3 separate regions of the Gossypium hirsutum genome follow, and all the other regions are linked to region 1. Evidence: chromatin contacts called from public Hi-C data. All regions are on one chromosome and are shown on one strand. The core of a region is the stretch at or near the end of the contact, and the rest is flanking DNA. Distances in the headings are between cores, read along the strand shown. Region 1 holds the start of LOC107912960 (probable UDP-arabinopyranose mutase 5). Region 2 holds the start of LOC107912955 (CBS domain-containing protein CBSX6). Region 3 holds the start of LOC107912953 (zinc finger CCCH domain-containing protein ZFN-like).

Region 1 (2,711 bases), core at 149-2,648:
TGTAAGGTTAGTAATATGCTGGGCAACAGCATCCACCAAAATGCCTTTATTGTCCTTGGCCGGGTAACAGTCATCATCCACGGAGATAATGTACTTCTTCCGAGAAACCAGATAGCCAAAATACCGGCATGAATAGCCAGAGAAAATGGTTGAAGTAGAAGTACCCACAACACAATCTATGTCAGGCTTCTTATAGACATCAAGGTTAAAGCCCTCTGGAATTTTGAGCTCCTCTTTCAAATCAGGGTCTTTAACAATTATGAGATGAAATCGAGAGAATATAGGCCTCCACTCACTCATGAAAGATGTCAGGTCAGAACGTAGTGCTCCTATAACAATATCAATCTCATGATCCTTAATTGATAGAGACATCTTGCCAAATACAAACGTCAACAGAATTCAGAATACTCAAGCCTCTTAAAATCAGCTTCGTTACTCTTTAGACCAAGCTACTGTGTATTCCACTGATTAAACTAATCTCAGAATTTCTTGGAGCATCCTATGGAGGGAACAAAATTCCATTTGGAAATCAGCTAAAAACTCATTTGGAGAGAGAAAAAAAAAGAAAAAAAAATTCTGAAACTAACTTACTGGTAGGAAGGACAGGGGTAACTGTAACTTGAATGTTGAGTGCCTGGATAAGTGAGAAGACCTCGTCCTTGCCAGTAGCTATGAACAGCTTAAGAACTCTCTCGGTTAGCTTTCCAGCTCTCAATGTTCTCTGCTAGAATCATGAGAATTTATCTTAACTAAATGAATGCAACTAGAACCACACAAGAGTTACATATAATATAAGGTTACAGAGGTAAGATTGACCCATGAATCTAGTCAGACAGAAAGAAAAATAATAACAACGAGCTGAATTGTTTTTCAATTATTTTCTGGTTCAAAGCATTTGGAAGACAAAAGGGAAAACAGAAAAGAATTTAGAGAACTCAAATGAGGTTAATTCAGCAATGTATTAAATTTAATAAACAGGGAAACAGAAATTATCATAGCAAAGAAAATTAGTAAACAAGTGGCACCAATAGCAAAATGTTCAGATCAAGTGATCCAAAAGACAAAGGAATCAAATCGAAGAAACTCAACTTAAGGGTGAGACTTGAAAAAAATAAAAGAAATGCACTTTAATATTTGAATTAGATAATCAAAAGAAAATTGAAATTGCAGAATACAGACTAGACAACACAACAATAAAATTATCAAGTACGCTCTGAAGACTCAGCCATATCCCATCAAAATCAAATGACTCAATTTCTCCATACATACATGCAAATCAACACATGAACAACTCATAGCTTTACATAAAAAGAAAAAGCCAAAAAGCAATTAAGAAATTAAAACTACCCATCTATCCAGATGGCAAGAAAACTCTAAGAAGACAAAGAAGGGAAAGAAAGAGAAAGAAAATTTTACCAAGAAGAGTTCGATGAGAATGCGATCAGGAAGAGGAGAGAGATCAGTGATATTGGAAAGGTTATGGACAGCAGAATCTAAAGTTAGAGATAGCAAACAAGGCGGGGTTCTCATTCATTTAATTACTAATTTCATTCTCGTTAATTTATATTTTCTGAAAAACAAATAAAAAAGAAGAAGATGAGATTCTTGGATCTATAACTATAAATTATATGTATAATTACAAAAAAAAAATCATATAAACATAAAGAAGAATTGGTCTAAGTTCTTGATCCCCTTTTGCGGTATTGAAGGCGATAGATCTGCAGCGGTTTCTCCGTCCACTGTGTTCGACAAATTTTTCTATTCGTCATCTTCAGACAAACTCGATGTTTATATTCACACGTGTGGAATTGGACTGGGTCGGTTGAATCATGGGCTGATAAAATAATGGTTTCTACTTCAAATCTGGATTGATTGAGTTATCCTTATCATTCACTCATATTTTAATTTCAAAAATGGGATAGGTCATCCAATCCAACTTAAGAGGATGTTTTAATAGACTCCAGTAGTAGACATCATATCCTTGTTGACGAACATATAAAAATCTTTATGGGTAAACTATTAAAATAGTCACTTTTATTTGTCTCATTTTACATTTTAGTCACTTCTATTTGAAATGTTACATTTTAGTCACTTACGGTATCGTGTTGTAACATTTTAGTCACTGAGCCATTAATTATTGTTAACGGTGTGACGATCAGCAACTTGGCACGTTAGATCATCATTTCAAACGAAAATTTTAGGTTAAATTATAAATTAGTCCCTATATTTTTTTCATTTTGAGTAATTTAACTTTTTCTTTTTATGTTATTTTGACTTTTTTTTTCATTTTCTTCTGCTTTTCCTTTTGTTTTCCTCCCTTCAATTATTTATGTCAACAACTGACAATGACTGGTTGGTTTGGAAAAGGAATGAATAATGATATAAAGCAACTTCAGATAACATACTCAGGTGCATGATAGCTGAAGGTTCCCAAATTCGAATAGAATGAAGACGAGCAGCCATGTCGAGATCCTAGTTTGAGAGGTTAAAATGTGCAATCTTCGCTTTGAAGTCTTCAAAAAAAAGGACATTGCTAGATCTTATATCTCTGTGGATAATTGAAGGCTGAACCTTCTTGTGCAAATATTCCAATCCACTTGCCGCATCAACCACAATTCTTACCCTCTACATCCAGTCAAGAACCGGACCCGGTTGTGCCTCTTGAACTTCCTTCCTTCTTGTGATTCCCAAAAGCAAGAAACAAAAAATGT
Region 2 (2,986 bases), core at 184-2,683, 200 kb after region 1:
AACAAATACTTCTAAAATTATAACAAAATTAATAATAAAACAAGAGTTATACAATATCCAAATAATAACAATAAAATAGTAGCAACATAATTGTGAAATGGTAGCAAAATAATGAAAAAGAGAGAGAAGAAAATAGCCCAATATATTAAGATGTCTAATTAAATTTTCATTTAATTACTTTCTTCTATCCAATGAGATCCTAAATAATTTTTATGTACAACCACCTTACAACCTCACAATTATATAATTGTTCACTCTCACTCAAGACATTCTTACTCTACTAGAAAATAAACACTCAATTGAGACCGGCCCATTTAGTTCAACTAGTACTACACTCGATAGGGTTTAAAGAATCGTAAATACGTGCATTAATTCTTTTAAATATACTTAAAATTTCATAACTCTCTTTTAAATATACATTTAGAAAGAAAAAAACTAAAAATATATTGTTTCAACCAGATCTAATATAGAATTTAAGCAACATGCAAGTAAATGCACAAATTAATCATTTTAAGAATTAAAATAAAATAGAAATAATTAATAAAATTAAAATCATTGTTTATCATGTTACATATAATTTTTTTAAATTGATTGGTGAGTTGTCATGTAAATCAATTATTTTAAATACAATAATCAGATAATAGGATGTATAAATAAAATGATTAGATAATAAAATAATATTTTAAATTATCTTTACGAGTTAACATGTTTACTTACTCTTTAAATACATTATCCTAAAACATTTGAATCTGCCAAAATAGAAAACTACCCTTGAGTTAACATACGCATTATTTTAAGAATATATAATCACTTATTTTTTAACTTTATAAAAAATAATTATTTTAATTTCTTATTTAAATTTTAGTCTTTTTTTAGTTATTGAACTTTCATTTTCTTTTTTCAAATTACCTCAAAACATTTGTTAATTTTATTGACCTGACATATACATAGATTTCCACGTAAATGACATATTAATATTTAATTAAAATTAAAAAAAATTAATTAAATACTGACGTATCATTCACATGTATGTCACAATAATTTTTCTATTTATTTTGAGGTGATTTAACAAAAAAAAATTAAGAATTAAAAAAGATTAAAAATTAAATAAAATGTTAAAATAATATTTTTATAAAATTAAAAAGGTTAAACAAGTCATTATATCTTTAAAAAATAATAATAATAATAATAATAAACAAATAATTTTAAAATTTGTTTTCAAGTGTATTAAAACTCAAAAAAATACCATATAAATCAATCTCTCTAAAATACCATATAAAAAAAGCATTGAATGAGCTTGGCATGTGATGACAAAAAGGAGGTTGCAAGGTGTCTAGGAAATGAGGTAGACATGTGCCAAACTGATAATCCATAAGATTAATTTTAATAGATATAATAATAATTTCTCCGTCAAAAAAAAAATTAAATAAATAAACGATAGCTGGTCTAATTAGCCACTTCTCTCAATAATTGGCAGACTTCTACTTTTTTTTCATTTTCTCAAATCTTATCATTATTCGGCAAAAACACCCAAAGAAGGCGAAAACAAAGTGAATCTATTTATCTCCTAAATTCAGGCTTATTTGCCACACCAATCCTCTCTAGATTTGAAGTCATAGATCATCGTGAATGGGCTTTCGTTTCCATAACTTTGCTTCTTTGCTTCTTCTTCCTCATCTTCAATGGCTCCAACTCTTTGCTTTCTTCTGATCCTTTATAGATTACCTATCACCGGCATTCACCTCCTCCTTATCTTCCTCCATTCTCTCTTATAACTCTTCCTTCTCACCGGTTTTCCCGGTTTCAACATAAACCCTGATCTTTCTTTCTTTTCGAAGGTGAATCAAGGGGAAAAAAACACTCAGATCTTTGATTTAGAAACAAGGTATCTTATATTGTAAATTGAACTTATGTAAGTTTTGTAGGAAACCCAGTCTTCTTGTTGTTGTGTTTGGTTGGCTAGAGAAAGTAGGAAAGCAAAGGAAAATATTCAACTTTAAATTGATTAAGCCAAACCGGTATTTAAAAATAGAAACAACCTTTACTGAAACAGGATGAATGATTCAGGTCTTAATGATGATTTTTTTCTTTGTTTTTATATATTTTATTTTCTTCAGTTTTCTCGGTAAAAAAACGGAAAATTTAAGGAATGGCATCGGTGCTGTTGTACCATGTAGTGGGGGATCTGACGGTGGGGAAGCCTGAGTTGGTTGAATTCTGCGATGTAGAGACAGTAGAATCGGCTATAAGAGCAATAGGAGAATCAACTGAGTGTGGGATACCGGTTTGGAAGAGAAGTTCTCATGTGGGAATGATTGAAAACAATGAAATGAGACAACAGAGGTTTGTTGGTATTTTAACTTCACTTGATATCATTTCCTTTTTAGCTAAATCTCAGTGTTTGGAAGATCAGGACAAAGCTATGAAAACACAAGTTTCTGATGTTGTTGTCCCTAATAATACTCTCTTGAAGATTGTTGATCCTGGCACCAGGTTAGTTCATTGCTGCTTATGTTTAATCGCTTGCTCTTCTTTTTTCTTTCAGCTTAAAAATGTTGGAATTTTTACTATTTCAGAGAATTGACCTATGACCTTAACCTCATAGGAATGCGATCATGACTTGAAATTTATGTTGGAGTGGTTTCTTATTATTTCTAGTGGAAGGAGATATTTTTCTTGAGTTCCGATTCTTGTTTTTGAGCGTTGATTGTATGGATCTTCTCTCTATTAAGGGGATATGTGATGTGCCTTTCTTTGGTTTGGTTTGCATCTTGGTCCTTAGAATCATGTACTGCATGTGTCTGTTCATATGAGCTTTACACGATTTGCTTCCAAGGGATTTTGTTACATGTCGACTGAAATAGTTATATCTATGAGGGGTTTTAACACTTGCTCCTTGACCCTAACCTGCAGTGTCTGAGTGCTAGACAATAAAGGCACCTCAGACCCGTTCGGGTGAAGAGCATGCTGGTGCGCTTAGGCACGC
Region 3 (2,787 bases), core at 31-2,530, 250 kb after region 1:
GAAAGAACTCCTATTTACTCTTGAAAGTTGAAAGGAATTTCAAAGAAACCAGAAAAAGGAAAATAGAAAACATGAAGTGAACTATTGTCTGGCAACCATGTAAGCGTGCATCCTCTTATTCAAAGAAAAGATTGCTTGAATAGCCTTTTCTTTAATCAAATTTTGATCAAATTCACCTAAATTGAAAAGATAATCAGTAAAAGCAGTAACAACATACACCTTAATCCTATCCAAATATATATAGAACTTAATATTTTTCTACAAGTAATAAAGCAATAAATGAAAAAAAAAGAAAAAAAAACCATATTGGTAAAGGAGAAAAAATCATAACAAAAAATTATAAATCTTATTTTAATTCCTAGAACCTTGAATTTGACTTAAAAAATTAAGAACGTGGAATCTCTAATTCTTCCCGGCAGCCCAAACAAAGCTTGCACAATTTATTCTAAATCACTGCATAATTGAATTGCTGTTAATGATTGAAACGCAATTAAATTAATTATTAGAAATCAAAATTTACATAATTTCTTAATTAAAAACTTAACGAAAAATAGAACTGATTTTAAACAATGATCAAACCAGAATTCTCCATAAAAATGGGCAAAAGGACAATTCCCAACAAGAAAATAACCAACGAAACACATGAACTGTATTTCACTTGCGTTTCGCAAAGGAAAAAACGTAGAATAATGATCATCATCATAATAAATAATAAAGAAACGGAGTAAATCAATGAACAAATATATATAGAGAGAGAGAGACCTTGATTCAACGAAGGTGAAAGCGAGGATCCTTCAGTGACAGGCACGGCCGCCGTTGCTGTTCGTGACATAGGAATTCCAGCATCGAATGAGAATCCCATTCAACAGTCATCTTCCTCCATCACCATCACTCAACGTTGTCACGTTAGAACCACCTCCACGCACCAATTCTCATTCCACGTTCCAAAACCGCGCTGTCACCTAACCACAAAAAAAAAGAAAAAAAAAAACCTCTTCCCTCTCCTTCCTCCTTTGCCAACAGAAACAAAATTATAGAAATACTAAAAAAGAGAGCTCTTCTTCACGGAAAGTCTGTCTTTGTTTTCTTAAAAACAATTAATATTTTTTCCAAATTTATTTAATTTGTATGTATTTTTGATAGAAGCGAAAGAGCGTTGTTTTCTCTTCTCCACACAAAACAAAAAAAAATAAAAAGAAACAAAAATAAAAAGGGAAAAATAAATGAACCATCCAAAACCCACCCACTTTCATTTGATTTGCTTTCCTTTGTTCAGTTTTAGCACACGCGCAAATACGCAGTATATTACTTTATAGAGCCACGTCATGGGCTGTTAAATTTGTAATTGACTCTGGTCGTTACCTAATCCTATTGGTGGTTTACATAATTTTACCACCTCTTGGAGCCTGGAGGGAAACCGGTTTTACTTTCCCTGCTTTTTTTCTTTTATTACAATTTCAGATATGAAAATATAATCACAACACCACGAGGCACACATGTCCAATTTTTTTTTTTTATATTTTAGAAATTGTGATCAAAGAATTTGAAATATTGTTGAAAATAGAATAATTCTTCATAGTGGTCCTAGAGATAAGTGACATAGATCTTATGGTGAAATGACCTTAGTACAACAATTTGGTAAGTTTGACATTTTTTTATAACTACGTATAGAAAGGACCTTAATTTTGGTTAAGATAGCCCAGATTTGACTTTTACAATCTTTCATGCTTTTAACTCCTAGATTTTAAAGAGCAACATTAAATTTTCATTCTAGATTTTGGGGCCAAAACTGATATCTTAAAACTTGTGGGAATTAAACCAATTTATTTTTGGTGGAAAATGATTGGAAGTTATTTTGTTTTTGGGTCCAAGTTTGATCTGATATTTGTCCATTTTAAAATTCATTTTCCCTGCCCAATTTAAAGAGGCCCTCAAAAGCCCACTAAACGTTCATTTGTTGGGCCCATTTGAGTTCTAATTTTTTACCCATTTTGCAGAGCAGTTTATTCTGATTAAGCTCAAATCTGTTCATTACTCCATTTTTCATTTCATATTTGCTGTTTTGGGACCCAAATGGGAGTCCAGTTTTAAGTTTTTAAATGCTCAAGCTGAGGCCCAATTTTAGATATCCATTTTAAAGCCTATTTTAAGCCCAAATTTGAAGTCTATTTTTAAGAAGTTAGATTCATAGAAGGCGTCTTTTATTGTTGAGGACGGTCAACTCTTTGGAAAAAAGTCTCCAGAGTGTAGTCTACTAGATAGCGTGGTATAATACTTACAAGTATGTGGCATAAATGCCTTAGATTGGTAGTTTGAGTCTGCCCACACACAAGTGACTACATAATTAATATAACACACTATACCGATATCTCTCCCTTAAGTCTTACAAGTCGAATTTCCACCAGCCGAGATGCTTCTCCTCTATGAACCCATCAAGGCTCTTGGTAGATGAGGGAGACAAAACTTCGATATAGGAACAATACCTAACACAGTTGACGTTTTAGCAGATTACTCAACAGATGACATTTTGAAGACTTCTCTTGAAGAAGTCCTCCCCCTCAATAAAGCCCAAGTATAAACATTTAGGGTAAACTACACTGTTAGTCACTAAATTATGGGAAAGTTACAATTTGGTCACTGAACTATTCAAAAGTTTTTATTTAAGTCACTAGGCTATTAAAATTGATACTATATGGCTTTTTTTGTTCGAACTGTCTACATCAATCAAAAATTATCTTTTCCTTTCTCTTCTACAATTTAGTGTTTTCATGAAACCACTTTAAATGA

The links. Hi-C and Micro-C count contacts between places; a contact is called where the count stands out from the background.
Region 2: a Hi-C map of leaf shows a contact between it and region 1, with 2.5 times the contacts expected there. The contact joins the promoter of LOC107912955 here to the promoter of LOC107912960 in region 1. A contact is called at or near these places in 3 of 34 Hi-C or Micro-C datasets (hypocotyl and leaf).
Region 3: a contact with region 1 is called in a Hi-C map of leaf, with 1.8 times the contacts expected there. The contact joins the promoter of LOC107912953 here to the promoter of LOC107912960 in region 1. A contact is called at or near these places in 2 of 34 Hi-C or Micro-C datasets (both in leaf).

What each region holds. Positions count from the first base shown.
Region 1 is chrA13:99,547,338-99,550,048 of Gossypium_hirsutum_v2.1, reverse strand. LOC107912960 (probable UDP-arabinopyranose mutase 5) reads right to left here and starts at 1,398. Exons shown (of 2, transcript XM_016841364.2): 1 at 592-1,398; 2 at 1-499. The coding sequence starts at 372.
Region 2 is chrA13:99,352,027-99,355,012 of Gossypium_hirsutum_v2.1, reverse strand. It overlaps LOC107912955 (CBS domain-containing protein CBSX6), which reads left to right and starts at 1,433. Exons shown (of 3, transcript XM_016841357.2): 1 at 1,433-1,885; 2 at 2,118-2,493. The coding sequence starts at 2,150.
Region 3 is chrA13:99,301,142-99,303,928 of Gossypium_hirsutum_v2.1, reverse strand. It overlaps LOC107912953 (zinc finger CCCH domain-containing protein ZFN-like), which reads right to left and starts at 1,280. Exons shown (of 6, transcript XM_016841354.2): 1 at 763-1,280. The coding sequence starts at 862.